Regions from separate parts of the Gossypium hirsutum genome. Here all the other regions are linked to region 1. The links are chromatin contacts, called in public Hi-C maps. All regions are on one chromosome and are shown on one strand. The core of a region is the stretch at or near the end of the contact, and the rest is flanking DNA. Distances in the headings are between cores, read along the strand shown.

The links. Hi-C and Micro-C count contacts between places; a contact is called where the count stands out from the background.
Region 2: a Hi-C map of leaf shows a contact between it and region 1, with 1.9 times the contacts expected there. The contact joins the promoter of LOC107948856 here to the promoter of LOC107948842 in region 1. A contact is called at or near these places in 2 of 34 Hi-C or Micro-C datasets (callus and leaf).
Region 3: a contact with region 1 is called in a Hi-C map of leaf, with 2.0 times the contacts expected there. The contact joins the promoter of LOC107948854 here to the promoter of LOC107948842 in region 1. A contact is called at or near these places in 2 of 34 Hi-C or Micro-C datasets (both in leaf).

What each region holds. Positions count from the first base shown.
Region 1 is chrA04:74,858,358-74,861,730 of Gossypium_hirsutum_v2.1, reverse strand. LOC107948842 reads right to left here and starts at 1,851. Exons shown (of 5, transcript XM_016883491.2): 1 at 1,174-1,851; 2 at 765-1,076; 3 at 354-669; 4 at 143-262; 5 at 1-57. The coding sequence starts at 1,527.
Region 2 is chrA04:75,435,290-75,438,662 of Gossypium_hirsutum_v2.1, reverse strand. It overlaps LOC107948856 (L-type lectin-domain containing receptor kinase VIII.2), which reads right to left and starts at 1,734. Exons shown (of 1, transcript XM_016883503.2): 1 at 97-1,734. The coding sequence starts at 1,385. The coding sequence ends at 306.
Region 3 is chrA04:75,404,168-75,407,540 of Gossypium_hirsutum_v2.1, reverse strand. It overlaps LOC107948854 (fructose-1,6-bisphosphatase, chloroplastic), which reads right to left and starts at 1,725. Exons shown (of 4, transcript XM_016883502.2): 1 at 928-1,725; 2 at 589-813; 3 at 1-71. The coding sequence starts at 1,356.

The DNA of each region.
Region 1 (3,373 bases), core at 602-3,101:
GTTGCCTGAAATTGCGCTGCTTCTGGTTCCCACCACTTCCAAGTTTCAAAGCAGCATCTACAAATATAGATAACGACTAAATCAGTCGTATAACTACAAAGTGATTCATAAAGTAGAATGCCTAATTAGATTGGCTTTTTACCAATTTCGGCGGTGAAATTAGCGTTCAACCGAGGATTAAGCTGGGGCTGAGCACCAAGCCCATCAAGATTTAAGTTCAAGGCCTGAACCACTCTAGCTGGAAGCAGAACAGTAGGACAAGCTGCCAATATAATAAAAACAAAATAAGATCCTGTCAAAGAAACCCAAGAGAAAAAATGCATTTTTATTGCAAAAGGAGAATAGGTAAGGACCTGGCTTCTTGCGGGGTTCAAAAGGTGCACCAATACGGCGAGGCAAGAAAACGCCAGTTCCAGCACATTCCCTTTTTCTAGTTGGATTGCCCAAGAAAACTGCCCTCATACCCGACCCGTTTGGCGTCTGGGTTTGCTGCTGCAGAGGGGTCCATGCAGATTGGGACAAACCCATAGGCCTATTGCTACTATTATTACTCCTCACTCTGCTTTGGACCACATGGTTATGGTGGTGCGAATGCAGCTGCTGCTTTTGTCCTGCCCAAACCGATGCATTTTGTTGTTTCATTAGCAACTGTTGCTTCAGCATCTGAAACTGAGACATAACAGAAAACGACCAATTTTATATACTTAAGAGGGAAAAAAACAATCCAAGTAAAACATTTCTAGGTCTGGTTTAAGGTTTTTTACTTGAGCGGCCTGTAGTTTCTGGTGAGCAAGAGACTGAGTAGGCAGGTAAAAGCCAGTAACATCGGCGTTCGGTGAGAACTTCCTTGCCGAAGAACCTAAGAGGCCTCTGTTGTTGAGCCCACCGTATGATTCTTCACTCATTCGCATCCTTGCAACTTCCTCTGCCGCCGCATACAGCAAATCCCATGTTCCCGGCGGTGACGGAACTCGGGATTGGCAAGTAGGGCTTCCACGGCTAGACCCTTGCATGCAACAGCACCCGCTCCTTGATACACATAAGGTTGATTGCGGCGAACTGGACATGACCCGACCCTTAAAAAAGCAAAAATAAAAATAAAACTAAAATAAGAAACCGTCCTTGAATCAAATAACTTAGTGGAGAAGTTGAGTGTTAAGTTCTTCAATAGACCTTAGGGTTTTCAGAAGCAAAGGCACGGACGTTTCTGCGAATACCGTCTTCGAGGGTAGAGTGAGCCATTTGACGAGTTAACCCAGCAAGATAATCTTCTTCGTCACTCTCTGTCTCAGTAGAACCCACCACTGACTCAACCGGAGAACTTGGATCCGAAGAGAAACCCAAAGACCCAAACCCATAAGGGAACTCGTAGGGAAACAAAGACTTAGAACTGTCAAGCTCTAATCCAAAACCACCATCAACATACTTGGGATTGCTCTTAGCCTTACTATTGTCGATGCCCAAGTCGTCGTCGGTTAAAAACTGAGGTGGAAGCCAAAACTCAGCGTCGTCTAAAACCTGCGCCATGAGAAAGAAAAGCAAAGCTAAAGAATGAAGATATCAGAGAAAGGACACCAAAAGGTAAGAAATTGATGAGTAGAGAGTAATGGATGGTTGCTGCTTGGTTAAGATTTAATAATAAGCAGTTGCATCTCTGTTTTGGTGGCCATGGCAGAGTTCGGGGCCCACCAAAAAAATATATATTTTTTAAGAAAATGCCCTATTCACAACTGAGCAAAAAGTGGAGAGGTGGGGAGAAAGAGGTGAGAAATGGGGGGATTTTCAGTGAGAAAAAGCAATGAAAGAGAAGATTACAGAAAAAGCGGGGATGAGTTTCCCACTCGGTGATATAGGAAGGTTGGAACACGCTCCTACTATATTGTAGGGTCCATGGAGGGAGCTGCAGGCTTGCATCCAGGTAAGTGGGGCCAATTCAAAATATAGGAAGCACTTGAACCAGCATGTGATAGGGCCACCATTTTCTTTTTCTATTTTTAATTCCATCAAGCCGTTTTTTAAGGCTAAATTGCTTAATTAGATGCAAAACAAAATCTAATTTTTCTTTTTCTTTTTTAATTTCAATACCTTGAACCCAGGGGCTATGCTTTCCACTTGGCAGTCCAGGGAGTCATTCACCATCTATATTTAATTTTTGTTTATTATATTTTTATAATTATATACTTACATAATTTAAATTTTTGAAAAATCTTACTTATTATAAGAAATTATTATTATGATAGTAAAAAAATAGGGTTTTTACTAAAATGTTATAAAAAATAAAATAATATACAAAAATAATATATTTAAAAAATTATGTACCAAAATAATACATTTAGGATAATCACGCTTGGTGCATAGGCGACACTACTTTACTCTGACACAAAAAAACTGTTAAAAAATATTATTATATTTTAAAAAAATAAAATCTATTAAAAAAATTGATGTGATATTAGTGAAGGGCAAGCCAGAGGTGACATTGGTGAAGCCTATACCATAAGTGGCACCTACACCCCCAAACCTCTTCCGTCTCTGTTTAAGTTAAAAAAAACTATCATGAATTTTTTTAAACAATACGTTAAAGAAAAGTAATATTATTTCTGTTAAAAAAATAATATATTAAAAAAAACCTATTAAAAAATAAAATTTACTTTTAATAGTTACATTTTTTTTCAAATTGATATTTATTTATTTTTTAAGTTAAATTAAACTAATTTTTAAAAATAATTAAATTGTTATTTTTAAGAAAAATATTATATTTTTAGAAATTAAAACACAAATCACATTTCACATGGACATTCAAAATTAAAAATAATAATACAAAATCCATGTGAAATGTGATGTGTATTTTAATATCTAAAAATATAATATTTTTATTAAAAATAACAATTTAACTATTTTTAAAAATTAGTTTAATTTAACTTAATAATAAATAAAGATTAATTTGAAAAAAAATGTAAATATAAAGGTAAATTTTATTTTTTGTTTTTTTAACAGCTTTTTTTTAACATATTACTGTCTTTTTTAACAGAAATAATATTATTGTTTTTTTAACATATTGCTTAAAAAATCCATGATACAATTTTTTTTTAACTTAGATAGAGCTGGAGGGGGTTTGGGGGTATGGGTGTCACCTATGGCATAGGCTTCACCAGTGCCGTCTCTAGCTTGCCCTACACCAGTGTCACATCAATTTTTTTAACAGACTTTATTTATTTTTAAATATAATAGTTTTTTTTTTGACAATTTTTTTATGTCAGAGTAAGGTGGTGCTGTCTATGCACCAGGCATAACCACCTTAAATATACTATTTTGGTACATAATTTTTTAAATATACTATTTTCGTATTTTATTCTTTATTATAATATTTTAGTAA
Region 2 (3,373 bases), core at 485-2,984, 580 kb before region 1:
AAAGTCCGAATTTATGTTGAACGCATATGTTCATCATGGAAACTTAGGGGAAACGAAAAAAATTTCAAATAAAACACTAAAGAGCTTGCTCAGGAATAAGGCAAGCAACATTCAGTTTATATTATAAGGTAAAACCTCAATGATTCCATCGTTAAAACACTGTGTAACCAAGAGCATACATTTTTCACAATTGGTCATTAACTACAAGCACACACAAAACCTGCAACTACAATTACAAAAGATCATCAATTTACAACATAATAAAACATCAATCAGACCAAAAAAAAAAAAACCAACTCTAAGATTTACTCCTTGCCATCTTTGACAGCGTTGTCTACTACTACTACTTTGACCTTCTTGTACTCGAAATCCACACCTTCTGCACCACACTCTTCAGGCACCACAGGTCGCCTATCACCAAACATGTTCCATAGGTATAGCACGCAAGAAGCTGTCAAGGCTCCACAAGCACCGCCGAAGACAAACACAACAAGCACTTTCCAAAAACATTTGCTACTCTTGTGCGGTGTTGTAAGAGGTTTGGGGTTTTTTGTAATAGCTTCAGGATCAAGTGGTTGGGAATGCATCCAATTGGGAACCTGCCTTAGCTTAAAACTCCATAAGTGAATACAGCATGTCTGCGAAGAGTTTCCATTTGAAGAACTTAAACCCACAAACACTTGTTCATCATTCCATAGTTTTGACAAGTCGATTGAGTATGAAAGCAAGGGATCATCTGGCCTGGTACTACTAGATTGACTCAACCTAATCTCTAGTCTCTTAGAACTTGCTTCATAATCAATCCACGAATGTAATTTTTCTCCATTGCTTAGTACCAAATTGAGAGAGGATAAATTTCTAGCTTTAACTGATGCAAGGCTACCCACATCAATGGCCACATGGTTTTCATTCAGATCACCATGCTTGGCATCTCTGAAGGTATCAAATTCTACAGCAACAATACCGCTTTTGTTGTTTTTTTCCAATCCAAGAGAAATCCCAAACGTACTATTTCCCAATACATCAACTTTAAAACTACTAGGAACCATAATAAAAGCCAAACCATCACCATTTTTATGAGACATGGAGAAGGAAAAGTAGGTTGAAAAAGAAGCAAGTTTCCTTACTTTACCTTGAACAAGCTTGATGGGTTTCTTGTACATAACTGCCCCAGCACTCCAACTCACTGAGTTAGTAAGTTGAACCCAAGACCCATCATTACCAACATGTGCATCCCCATATAAAGCAATATTGGACTCAAATTTTGGATCTTTACCAAAACTTTTGAAAGAAAAGGAAGAACTGTGCTCTGCAGCTAAGATTTTGGAGAAGAAAACAAGACAAATGAGGGCTGTGAGGTAGTTGGAAAAGAAGAAAATGGCCATCGCAGCTGTGTGTTAGAGAGCTGAAATCTGAGTTTGGTTCTTTTTTGTTGGTCTACAAAGATGTGCCAGGTGATGATTCCATTTTACAACACAAGCTGGTTGCCTTTCCCTTAATTTTTTAAGGCTTGTGGGTGAAGAACCAGAGGAAAGAAAGTAAAGAATATGAAGGTTGGGTTGGAGCGTGTGAAAATTAAATACGTATACTCGTTTCTGCAATGTCTTTATGACTCTCTCTCTCTCTCTCTATCTCGGTGGTTGCTGGCTGAGGGAATATTATAATGGAGAATTTTCAATTTTGCACCCTTGTACTTTTTTCTAATCTCTCAAGTCTACTCAATATCTTTGTGTATTTCCATTTCCATCCATAGTACTTTCTCTTAATTTGTTTCATTAATTAAACTCCCAATAAAGGGAAGAAAAGGTTTGTGACTTTGAGCCTGGAAAAATTACTTGTAATAAAAATGTCAAATTTATTTAAGTACAAATATATGAACCAAATTGGTACTTAGTAATGTGAGTTGTTAAGGGCTCATTAACAACTAGATAAGTAATTTTTTTTAATGGCTGTTTGGAAATTATTGGAACAAGACTTACAGTTATGAAAGCAAACTTGTTAGCTAGGAGAAAAGAGAAAAAGCTAGGAGATGCGTTGGGTAAATAAATGTGATCTCAGGCTGGACGGACGTAGTTATAGCATGTTTGTATATTTGAGTCTACGACGGATGCGAGTGTATGATTCCCACCATCTCTTCCCTTTTTAATTTGCCTTTAGTTTTATAAGAAAGAGGAAATGCATAAAAAAGAAAAAGGAAAAAGGGATTAAATTGCATTGAAGAAAGGGATGAGATCCTTTTCAATTTTTTACTTGCAGGATCGGTCGTCGATAAACTCACCCAACCCAAGCAAAGCTAAGATGGTTGTGCAACGTGCCTGCCTCACTTTACAGCCAACTTCACCTAAAACCTAATGTAAGCGTGCTCTTATCTTCACGCTCACCCAACGTATAATTCCTCATAAATTACTACACTATTTTCTCTTGCCAACTTATTAAAACACCCACTCCTTATCTTCATCTTTAACCATTCTTTCATTTGTATTTACTAAATAAATTTTAAATTAAAAATAATTACTTATTTATTTTTAATTACAAACTAATAAAAATTTAATTACATATTAAACTACCATAAAATTAAATATATTTGACTTTTTTTAGTAAAATATATATATAAGTATTTAAATTTATATTTCACATTGAATTCATTAAACTATATTTATGTAAATTAATTAGTTACCCTTAAAAGATTTTCGTGAAAAATATTAAAATATAAAAGTAAAAAGAAGAAAGAAAGAAAAAATAATTGATTCATCGAACTATTCGAATATTTTTATTTAAGTGACTGAGTTGTTAAATTTTTTTTAAGTCTAGCTAGCAAATTCCAAGTGATAATTTGACGATCAATATAATGGATCAGTACTCATTGACAAGTAGAACATACCTTCTAACCAAATTAATTTGACAATAAATGTCAAAGATAAGAAAAAAAAGCTATTTAAATTTTGATTTACAAATTTATAACGTTCAAAGTTGTTTTATAGAAAAAAAATGAAATATGAAGAGAAAGGGAAGTGAAAAAAATTTTAAATAATTTAATGATTATTTTGTAATTCTTTTGAAATTGAGTGTTTATTTTATTTTATTTTATTTTTTTTCTTTGCGGCGAGGAAAGACTTTTAAGGCAACGTAATCTTATATTCACCTCTGGAAATACTGGCCACAAAAATTCTAACCGTACAACTTGAACGGCAAAATAACACACAAGTAAGGTTTTAAGTATTGAAACTTGAAATTGACTCAACTAACCGTTGAGTGTATGAGCAAGAGTTGGTTATCTTAAATGTAGTCAGTTGTTGCAACAACGAACCCTGCTTTTTCTTTTTATACCTATTTACTTCAGCTTGCCATGATTCGTGAGGTTGCAAAGGAAGAA
Region 3 (3,373 bases), core at 476-2,975, 550 kb before region 1:
TAGCCAGCAACCAATAAATTTCTCCCTGGCTGGCAAACATTGATGATGCATTTTTCTCTCGCTTTATCAAGCTGTATTGTAAACGAGTTGAAACCATTTAGGTAAGAGATTAAAACAGTGGCCTTGTTTAAATAAATGTGGGCTGCTTTTTTGCAGTTCACTTCCACTGTTTAGTTGCAGCTGTAGGATACAAAACTGCAGGTAATTTATGCTGGTTAATTGTGTTCTTGACTGTAAAAGTACCATGGAAGCCCTTGTACTATATAAGTCGGATTGTATTTAGTTTATTTATTCAAAAAATTGACAAACTAGTCTTTGTACATTATATTAATGTGTAAATTTATCATTTTAGTTAAAATTTTAAATAAACTAGTCTTTGTACATTACATTAATGCTGATGTAAATAGATTAATGAAATGGATAAAATTTTGAATAGAAGAATTAAATTACTTTTTCATCTATTACATAGGAACTAATTTATCAATCTTTTGAGTAATGGGGTAAATGCAATCTTACTCCTAATATAGGGCCTCCATGGTATTTTAACCGTTATTGTTTAAGATTAGACTTTACAGATGAAAGGATTACCGTGGAGTTATCATCAAGATCGATAAGGCATTGCTCGTCAGGGCCATATATGCCAAAGATTGATCCAGTTGTTAATGCAGTATCAATATTGGCTGATCCATCAATAGGATCAAAGACAACAATGTAGTTTCCAGAATAAGTTTCTTCAACTGCAACAGGTACATCTTCTTCCTCTGATGCTATAATCCCTGTTCGTCCACTTGATCTTAGGCAGTTGCAGAACAACTAAACTTATATTATGTACCTTGGGTTAGTGAATAAACTTCATAACATGTCATGTTATTTTTGTCTCATGTTACTAAACGACATAAATAAAACCCATTGGAAACATAGACTAACCTCATTGGATATAACGTCCAGCTTCTTCTGGTCTTCACCTTGGACATTGATAGTACCTTGGCCGCCGGTGAGATTAATAATGCTTGATCTTTGGAGCAACGAAGCTATCTGTTTACAAGCCAAGGAGATGCTTGATAGAACAACAGTGAGCTCGGCGTCAATGTTGCCTGCTAGTTCTTGTTTCAACAGCCAAGAGGTTAAATTCTCGAGTGCAAACTGGGTCTTCCTTTGCTCCTTGTTTTGGACTTGTTGTGTCACTGTTTCCGGCAATGGAAGTTCCACCGCTTTACGTTGAACGCCGGTGGAAATTCTGTGTGCGAAACTTGGCGAGTAGTGATTGAAACGATGAAGACTATGAGGAGAGGTGGATCGATGTGACTTTGAGAAGAGGATATTGCAACAGGACGAAGTTGATATTGCCTGAACCATTTTTTCTTTTTCAGTTTTCTATTTTCCGCTGATCCTTTCTATAATTTTGGTTGTGTGTTTAAAACTTCCAATTGGGCAGTTGTTTGCTTATCTGCTTGTTGCTGACAAATGTGTGATGGTGATTATGCCTGCAATCAATCCAAATGGAAGATAGCATCCACCATATAGCCTACCAGGACCCACCTGTATTATGTCAAAGTTTCTATTTTTAGCTCTCTCATTTATATGGGTTTTTGGTTAAAAAGCCTAGTTGGTGTAAATACTAGTTATGGGCTTCAAAGCTCTGTTTCTGGAACCATGGAATTCCACTAAGGTAGTGAATTTGTATCGGTACTTCTTGTGTCCGTCAGAATGTTTTACTCTAATACTAAACCAAAACAATAAACTTTAGGTTTTGTTTTAGTCTAAATTTTAGTATTGTATTAATTGATCTTATCCACATTGACCGATAGAAGCCATTTAAAATTTAAAATTAATTTTTTTTTTAGTTTGGTCTTGTTAGATGGTGGGTTGTTATAAGATGATATTATTGTTTAATTATGGGATTTTTTTTATTTGTTTATTTTAAGTTTGTTTAATAATAAATTGTATTTATGAAGTTTATTGAAAGGATATTTTATATAATTGATGAATATTTTATATTTAGAATTTATTTAATATTTATAAATATTTATATATACATATATAAAATATATTTAAAAAAATAGTAAATCCAAAATGATATATTTGAACACAAATACATACAATAGAAAAATAATAGGTCTTACAGACATGAAATTCTCTCCAAAATCTTGTTGGGTTAAAAGTCATGGATGCTTTAAAGCCCAACCAATATGTAACTAAACTGTACAAAAAAAAAGAAGAAGAAGATAAGTTTATCTTTTAACTTTTATATTTTTGTTAATTTGGTTTTTGATTTTTTTAATTAAACTTGGCTTTTAACTTTTCAAAAAATAGTCAAATTGTTTTTCTAACATATTACTAATTAAAATATTAATTTTTTAACAATGTTAACATGGTAAACTGTGTAACAGTTCACGTGCTCTTTATGTTGACATAACACTATTTGTTTGTATGCCACATCAACAAATTGTTTAATAATTATAAAAAAATATTAAAAAGTATAATAAAATAATTCAAAATTCAATATATATAAAAAATACATAATAATTCAAAAAATTAACATGAAGCACATGTGAATTGTCATATGGGTTGTCATGTTTAAAAATTTAACATTTTAATCAATATTTTCGTTAAAACAATAACAATTTGACTCCTAGATTGATGGTCAAATTTGGAGCTTTTTAAAAAAGTTGATAATCAAATTTGATTCCTTTTAAAAGGAATTAAATGTAAACATTAAGGCCAAAATTTTTATTATGCCAAAAAAAATTATTAGTTCGGTATTTGAAGAATTTCTAAAATTAGTTTAGTATTTATTCTTTCATTTCATCATTAGTTATTTTAGTGTATTTTTTCATTAAAAAAACTAAAATGAAAAATACAACCAATTCAAACGAGATATGCATCCAAAATGTCATACAAGCAGTTCAAAAATTAAAAGCGTAAATTTCAAAAGAAAATTCTAAAAAAATTGTCAAAATGTTATAAAAAAATCTAAATTATAAAAAAATAAAGTTTTTTTTCTCTAAAATTTTAAAAACCTATAAAATTATAAAAATAGGAAAATCTAAACCCTCCATAAAATTCATATATATATTTGAAATTATAAAAATAAAAAATTTAAAAGATTCTAATATGTTTGTTGATATCGAGTACAACAAGGGAGGAAGAAAAGAAGGAGATCAAAGTGGTGCAATGGAGGTTCGTTCACCTAAAGAAGCTGAGAGTTGGAACAGGGACAAGAGGACAAATTGATCAAGAAGATAATTGATCAAAGTTACCTTAGGATGCTAAAATATCGATCCCTTCTTTATCTTTCTTTAGGGTCTTTATAGGAGAGGTCCTCTTGTCCGTTAGTATGGCGTGGCAGGATAAACAATTAGCCTCGCTAAAT